Linked DNA regions of Mus musculus: all the other regions are linked to region 3. Evidence: chromatin contacts called from public capture Hi-C and targeted proximity ligation data. All regions are on one chromosome and are shown on one strand. The core of a region is the stretch at or near the end of the contact, and the rest is flanking DNA. Distances in the headings are between cores, read along the strand shown.

Region 1 (2,700 bases), core at 99-2,598, 610 kb before region 3:
CTAGATTATGACCTTTGATAGACAGCCCAAGGCAGCTCAACAGGAAACTAAGCCACAGACCATCTCCCAAAGTTAGTAGGTAACAGCCTAGAGATTTGAGCTAGAGGAAGTGGACGTTGTTATTGGGAACCTGCAAGGACTCCACTGTACTGTGCAGTAATTCCTAATCAGAGGTTAAAACTCCCCTTTCTGGTAGGGTGGTGGTGGTACACAGCTTTAATCCCAGCACTAGGGTGGCAGAGGCAAGCAGATTTCTGTGAGTTCGAGGCCAGTATGCTCTACAGAGTGAGTTCCAGGACAGCCAGAGCTAAAACCAAATACCCCAACCTTGGAGGGGGGTAAGCAAGGAGCCAAAAACAAAAAAAACTAAGACAAACAAACAAAAAAACCCTTGCCTTTCTAGCCAGGCAGTGGTAGCATATGGCTTTGATCCCAGCAGAGGATCTCTGAGTTGGAGGCCAGCCAGCTCTACAGAGCTAGTTCCAGGCCAGCCAGGGCTGTCCAAAAACAAGAGAAACCCTATCTCAAACAAAACAAAACAAAACAAACTCCCAGGGCTGTCTAGAGGTGTAAGTGACAAGTAATACGGATATGTGGAAAAGTTTTTGCTACAGTAAAGTGCTGTCTGTGTAAAAGGCAACTTGTCTCTGAGCAACAGGACTCCCATCAGAAAGCACACACCCAGCAGGGCTGTACACTGCAAGCCAAACGTTAACCCACCTCCTGGCCTCTCATTATCTAAACCTACAAGGCCAGATGTACTAGAAAAACAACTTCGCAGAAGTTTAAAAACAACACAACTGAAGAAGGGCCATACTCCAAGGGCAGGGAATAGGCAAGGACACCCCCAGGGCCAGAACAAGGGGCTAAGGGAGTGAGGGCATGCTAACCCAGCGGGAATCATGGGGTTGTCTCCCTTCCAGAAGCTGATAGAGAGGACAGAGCAGCTTCCCGGGGAGACCCGAGGGATGCGCTGAGGACAGAGGCAGAAGGAAGAGGACCCTGGGGTGAGGTTAAATAATGCTGAGTCTTCCCAAAGGCTCTGGGGAAAAAAAGAGGAAGCGGGAATCAGAGTTCTCCAAAGCTTTGGGGTCGATGGGCAGGGCCCGGGCCTGGACTGGATCCAGAACCTCCGGGTACAGAGAGAGATCCCAACGCAGGGATGCGGAGCGCAGAGTCAGGGACCAGGGCGTGCGGGGGCGGGGTCCTCACCGGCCGCCACATGTCCCCGGCAGTGCTCTCTTCCCGGTTTCGCCGCAGACGTCCCTGGTGCCCAGACGACCCCGCGAAAGAGTAGGCAATGCGCTTGCGCACCGGCCCACACGCGCCACACAGACCTGGGTAGAGTGGAAGGGCCACGCCCCCAAAACGTGACGTGACCGCCTCGGCGTGCAGCGGCCCCTTGAGGTCGCCCGGGGCATAGCCTCATGGGAGACACCAAGTGATGAGTCTTTACCAAGTGTTTTCCTTTGTTTATTGTATGTGAATGTTATGGAGCAATTTTCAAGAGTCGGTTGGTGCTTGCTTTCCACCGTCTGTTTTATTTCTGTTGCCCTGTGCAAGCCAGGCTAAGTTTGCGGGCAATTTTCCTCTTCCCACTCCTATTTCACTCTAGAAGTGCTTTTTACATTGTTCCAGGAACTTGGCTTCCTAGGGTAGCCCTTTTACCCACTCAGCCATATTCCCAGACCCTTGAATTGGCTCTTTAATTTTGTCGGGCTCTCGTTCCTTTCTGAAAAGTGACAGTGTAACTCAAAGCTGACACTTGGTCATTTTCACAACTCTCAGTATTCGCTCGCACAGGCAGTTTGGCAACACCTGTTGAGACAGCCACCAAAGCTAGAGACACCCTCGCTTTCTTGCCAACTATGTCAGTTAGAGTCCAGGTTCTTTTTTGTTTGTTTGTTTGGTTGGTTGGTTGGTTTGTTTTGTTTTGTTTTGTTTTTTCTTTTCTTTTTTTTTCTAAGACAGGGTTTCTCTGTGAAGAGTCCTGGTTCTTTGTCCCCCTACTCTTCACTCTCTGTGATACCCAATCCTTCTGCAAATCCTCCTCTGGAGGGGTCCTTACTACCTGGTTCCTCAGAACTCCCCTGAAGTTCCTGCTTCCCTAGCCACGGGTGCTCTTCTCAGCAACTGTCCTAATGTTGACCATTGGGTTCTTTGAGGTCACCTGAGCCTCCCCCCACCCACCCACTGGAACTGGCAAGCTGCCTTCTGGTTGAACATGGCTCTAAGCAGGCTCTAAGATAATGTCATGTCCCCAATTGGCTTTGGAGTGCCTGGAAGGTGGCAGAGTGGCTGTATGAGGGGGTCACAAAAGTCTGTGAGCCAGACGATGTCAGGCAATGGCCTCCTTCCAGTTCATTCATTCTGGACGTCCTTGCAAGCCTAGGAAGTACGTGTAGCTGAGATGTCTGGGCGCAACTGGAAAGCAATGTGTCAGGGACAAAATGGATTCAGGGTGCACAGAGCCCAGGATGAAAAGGCAGAAATGGGTGTTCCGAGACTGGGCTACTTATAAAGCACAGGGGAGAGAGATTGTGGCAATTAGGTCCAGATATACAGTAGGGAACAGATCAAAGTCCTCAGCCCTGTGAGGTCACACCCGAACCAGGGAGACCTAGCTGGGAGCTACCAGGAACCTGTTGGAAAGTCAGGGCAACCAAGTAGCCCAGCAACTCCAGAATACTTATTTAGCCC
Region 2 (2,700 bases), core at 152-2,651, 670 kb before region 3:
TAGGTGATATGTGCTTTAATTTCTAGAAGAGGGCTGGAGAGATGGCTCAGCGGTTAAGAGCACTGACTTCTCTTCCAGAGGTCCTGAGTTCAATTCCCAGCAACCAGAGAATGGTAGACGGGCAGAAATGCATCTGAGGAACAGGGTAGCCCCTGTTCTGCTCCCAGGAGGCCATGAGGGCGTTGGTCCCCAGGGAGGCTGCAAGGCTCACAACCATCTGTAATGGGGTCTGATGCCCTCTTGTGTGTCTGAAGACAGCTATAGTGTACTCATATGAATAAAAAATAAATCTGCCAGGCCGTGGTGGCGCGTGCCTTCAATCCCAACACTTGGGAGGCAGAGGCAGGCAGATTTCTGAATTCAAGGACAGCCTGGTCTACAGAGTGAGTTCCAGGACAGCCAGGGCTACACAGAGAAATCCTGTCTCAAAAAAAAACCAATAAATAAATAAATAAATAAATAAATCTTTAAAAATAATAATGTCTAGAGGAAATGGGGGTAGCACTACAGTATACCTGTAATAAAAAGGCAGGCTGGGAGCTGGAAAGTTGGCTCGGTAGTTAAGAGCTACACTTGCAGAGGACCTAAGTTTGGTAACTAACATCCACACGATGATTCACAACAAGCTGTAACTCCTCTTCAAGTTGCCCTCTTCAGCCTCTTCAGACACTAGGCACACGGCAGGTGCACACACACACACACACATATATATATATAGGTAAACACATACGTGAAATTTAAAAAATCTTTTTTTCTTAAAGATTCATTTATTTACTATATCCAAGTACACTGTAGCTGTCTTCAGACACACACACATCAGATCTCATCACGGGTGGTTGTAGCCACCATGTGGTTGCTTGGACCTGAACTCAGGACCTTCAGAAGAGCAGTCGGTGCTCTTAACCACTGAGCCATCTATCCAGACCCCCCTCCTTTTTTTTTTTTTTTTTTTTTTTTTTTGTCTCTCTGTGCATCATTGGCTTTTCAGGAATTTGCAATTTGCTCTGTAGACCAGGATGGCCTCAAATTTAGAAATTTGCCTGTCTTGGCCTCCTGAGTGCTGGGATTAAAGGCGTATGCCACCAAGCCCGTCTAATCCTAAAAAAAAAAAAAAAAAAAAGGCAGGTAGATTTCAGGGGAGCAGGGTCAGTCTGTAGTCCTGGTAACTCACCAGAAAGGGCACTTCCTGCTTGGGTGCCCGTACTCTGACAGCAGCCTTGAAGGCCCAGATCCTACCCAACAGACCTTCTGCCACCTGATGGCGCCAGTAGGACTACAAATCCCAGAAGGCCTGGAGTCTACCGCACTTGGGCCACCGAAGGGGCGGGGTTAAGCATGCGCTCAGAAGAGTGGGTGGGCCTTGCGTGTTATGGGTGGAGTGAGAAAATGGGCGTGGGCTCAGGGAAGCGCGGGAAGTGCAGATTTTCGCGGCGGCGGTGGCTTGTCTGGCTATGACCCTGGAACAGGAGCTTCGCCGTGAGTATTTTGGGGAGTGCATGTCGGGACGCAGGGTGTGGATCGGGTCCTGGGTTAGACTCGATTCTCTCTTCCGGCAGAGCTGAGCAAGGCCAAGACCAGGGCCCAGAGGAATGGACAGCTGCGCGAGGAGGCGGCCTACTGCCACCAGCTGGGGGAGCTGCTGGCTAGCCACGGTGAGCCGGAGCGGTGAGAGGACTAGCTGGAGGCAGGGGACTGGCTGGGTGATGGCGCACCTTGAGCACACGCCCCTCTTCCGGCAGGCCGCTTCAAGGACGCTTTGGAGGAGCACCAGCAGGAACTACATCTGCTAGAGAGCGTCCAGGACACTCTAGGCTGCGCTGTGGCCCACCGCAAGATTGGAGAACGGCTGGCTGAAATGGAGAATTACTCTGCTGCTCTGAAGGTACAGGACCTTCACTTGTTGAGGAGAGAGGGCTAGTATGCAAATAAGTATTCAGGGACCTTTGACTTGGCAGGCAGTCACACCCTTCTTATGTCTACTTGGGGCGCTGCCTGCCTCTTGGTGGTGGTGGTGGGGAATGGATGGGTTTGTGACAACTGAATGAGGAAGGCTCAGGACCCACTGCTATTGAGAGCAACACTCCATGCAGCCCTTAGTGGTCTCCCATGACAGCACTGCTGCAGGGCAGAACAGCCATTGCCATAGACAGTCCTTTGCATAGAAAAGATAGGACATGGGTATACCCAACTCTGTCGAAATTTGGGAAACAGAAGGGTCTCTTTTCTAAGAGTAGCTTCCTCTGGTATCAGACTGCTGGAGTTGCTGGGAGTCGGATCATGTCAAATGCTTTTTCTTTCTACATTAGCACCAGCATCTCTACCTGGATCTGGCTGGTTCCCTGTCCAACCACACTGAACTACAGCGAGCCTGGGCCACCATTGGCCGCACCCATCTGGATATATATGACCACTGCCAATCAAGAGATTCCTTGTTGCAGGCACAAGCTGCCTTTGAGAAGAGCTTGGCTATTGTGGATGAGAAACTAGAGGGTATGTCCCCTTTCTTGGATTCTCCCCATAGGCTCCCTCTGGGCCCTCCCTTTCCAAGGCCTGTGTTGCTCTTCAGGCTTGAACCTGTCAGGCACCTGCTCCTTCTCTATATTCTACGTGCAGCAGACTCCTGGCTCACTCAATAAGAGATGGGATAAAGGGTAGGAGTGCCTGAAAACCCCATATCCTGGGGGTGGGGGTGGGGGCAAC
Region 3 (2,700 bases), core at 152-2,651:
CAAATCTGGGTCCGCTCATATCAATTAAGCTAATCAAGGCAATTCCCCACAGGCATGCCCACAAGCCAACCGGAACTAAATAATCCCTTGAAACATTCTTCCCAAATTACTTGATTGCGTCAAGTTGAGAAATTAACCATTACACCAACTTTGACGAAAAAGCTATGTCAAAGACCGTTTGGGATAGTTAAAAAGCAAGCCAAACAAAACAACATTTAATGAAACCAACAAGAGAGTTTCTGATTCTAAAAGGGAGTTAGAAAGATTAAAGAAAGATTAAAAGGCAAGCAACAGAGAAAGAATTTCCAAATCGTTTTCTGCCAAAGAACTAGTATCTAGAATCACTTCTAAAAATTAACATAGAAAGAGATAACTTTTTTTTTTTTTGGGGGGGGGGGTTGAGACAGGGTTTCTCTGTGTAGCCCTGGCTGTCCTGGAACTCACTCTGTAGACCAGGCTGGCCTCGAACTCAGAAATCCGCCTGCCTCTGCCTCCCAAGTGCTGGGATTAAAGGCGTGCACCACCACTGCCCAGCTAAGAGATAACATTTTAAAAGAGAGAGAGAAAAAAAAAAAACCTAACTAATCTTAACACTCAGGTGACAGAGGCAAAGGGGTCAGCACAAGTTGAGGCCAGTCAGGCTATAAATTATTTTAACAGCTATCACAAAAGTTGCGCCTAGAGGCATTCAACCTTGTGACATTGCGACATAACTAACCAACCACCTACACTGTGCTGATATGCATTCTTATCTATACTCGACTAGCAAGGCTGCAAATTGGGACACACCTGGAAGACCCGAAGCTCGGGAAACACAGGTCTGGGTAGTGACTGCCAACCACAAACTCTGCATGATAAAACCAGAATATATATTTCTCATCTGAACACCAGAACTGGTGCCACAAGCCTGGCTGGACTTCAAGGCCGGAGAGCAGGGAGTGTGGGAAACACTAAAACAGAAAGTTGTAGTCCTGGAAAGCAGGAGCAGACAGACCCAGACTGAGACCCTAGGACCGCCGGAGCGCGGTACCTGCCAGAAGCAGGAAACCCGAGCGCCCGTGCCAAGGGGACCCAGGTGGGCGCGGGGCCAGGGATTGGGGGTAGAGGGTCCGAGCTCACCGGAGGAGCATCGCCGTTAGCTCGCTCGGGAAGAGCGCTGCCCCGTCGGAAGCAGCGCTCTCGTCGAGCTTCGCCGAGAGCAGCAGCTGCAGCAAGACGCCGGCGCATCTGAAGGCCGCGGGGGATGCCGGGGGTAGGGTCGGCTTCAGCGCAAGCGCAGTGGCGCGGAGCAGAGCAACCCAAAGCAGCACCACCGTCGGATTCCCCAGCTCCTGCACCTTTAAACGTCAACTCCCGTGCGCGCCGCACTGACTTCAACTCTCCAGCGGAAATACGCCAATCAGAAGCGTCTTCCGGCTACTTAAAGGGCGGGGCCAGATAAAAGGGCGGAAGTGTGCGCGAGCCCGCCCCCAGGGGCCCAGCCCTTCCGTTGATATGGGTGGTCTGTGGGTTTTTTTTCGTGTGTTCCTGAGCCCACTGGAAGGAGGTGTTTGTTTTGATGGGCTTGGGGGACAAGGTTTCACTGTGTTGCCCTGGCTATTCTGGAACTCTCTTTGTAGACCATGTTGGCTTCAAATCAGAAATGTCCATGCCCCAGAGAACCTATCTCCAGTTCTCAAGCAGCCAGAACCATCAACATTCTTTGTTTGGAATTTGTCCTATGGCTGTCTAAACTGATGTTTGCCAGTTTGCTTCATGTTAGTGGCATGGGTCAGGATTTCCTACTTTGTTCATTGGGGTCACTGGACCCTTAGGCCACTGTGATGCCAAATTTAATTTGAAAGATGCAAACTTATTTGTAATTCTAATTCTAGTTTAGGCAGCCTTCGTCCCACCATAAGATAGCTGAGCAGATGGAAAGGAAGATACGTCCTTTCCCCTCTGAGCAAGATGGCTGGGGGATGTTACCAAGTTGACACCACTTTCACGTGAAGTTATCAGCAGACAAGCTACAATTAATATTGTTACAACTGGTCATGGAGCTCATGGGAAGTCCACCGTGGTGAAGGTTATTTCTGGAGTTCACACTGTCAGATTCAAAAATGAGCTAGAAAGAAACATTACCATCAAGCTTGGACATGCTCATGCTAAGACTTATAAACTTTGATGACTCAAGTTGTCCTAGACCAGATCATGTGGAAGCAGTACACCAGATAAGTTTCCTACATACATTCTGGGGGCCAAAGGGAACTTCAAATTAGTCAGACATGTTTCCTTTGTTGACTGTCCTGGCCATGATATTTTGATGGCTACGATGCTGAACAGTGCAGTAGAGATGGATGCAGCTCTTCTGTTGATAGCTAGTAATGAATCATGCCCTTGGCCCGAACACCTGACTGCTGTAGAAATCACGAAACTCAAGCATATTTTGATCTTACAGAATAAAATTGATCTGGTAAAAGAAAGTCAGGCTAAGGAACAATATGAGCAAAATCTCGCATTTGTGCAAGGAACGATAGCAGAAAGGGGCACCAATTATTCCAATTTCTGCTCAACTGAAGTATAATATTGAAGTTGTCTGTGAGTATATAGTGAAGAAAATACCAGTGGCCCCAAGAGACTTTACTTCAGAGCCCCATCTCATTGTTATCAGTCCATCTGATGTCAACAAACCTGGCTGTGAAGTCGATGACCTTAAGG

What was found. Capture Hi-C pulls out chosen DNA fragments and counts their contacts.
Region 1: a targeted proximity ligation map of microglia shows a contact between it and region 3, with 4 times the contacts expected there. A contact is called at or near these places in 2 of 39 promoter capture datasets (frontonasal cranial neural crest and second pharyngeal arch cranial neural crest) and 1 of 130 datasets of targeted methods (microglia).
Region 2: a contact with region 3 is called in a capture Hi-C map of macrophages, with 5 times the contacts expected there. A contact is called at or near these places in 2 of 39 promoter capture datasets (cranial neural crest and liver), 2 of 130 datasets of targeted methods (embryonic stem cells and pancreatic cancer cells) and 1 of 9 other capture datasets (macrophages).

The regions. Positions count from the first base shown.
Region 1 is chr15:76,575,007-76,577,706 of GRCm38.p6, reverse strand. It overlaps Adck5 (aarF domain containing kinase 5), which reads right to left and starts at 1,348. Exons shown (of 15, transcript NM_172960.3): 1 at 1,213-1,348. The coding sequence starts at 1,224.
Region 2 is chr15:76,638,630-76,641,329 of GRCm38.p6, reverse strand. It overlaps Tonsl (tonsoku-like, DNA repair protein), which reads left to right and starts at 1,401. Exons shown (of 26, transcript NM_183091.3): 1 at 1,401-1,476; 2 at 1,557-1,652; 3 at 1,740-1,882; 4 at 2,307-2,490. The coding sequence starts at 1,452.
Region 3 is chr15:75,967,824-75,970,523 of GRCm38.p6, reverse strand. Zfp707 (zinc finger protein 707) reads right to left here and starts at 1,401. Exons shown (of 4, transcript NM_001347040.2): 1 at 1,120-1,401. The coding sequence starts at 1,227. It also overlaps the pseudogene Eif2s3x-ps1.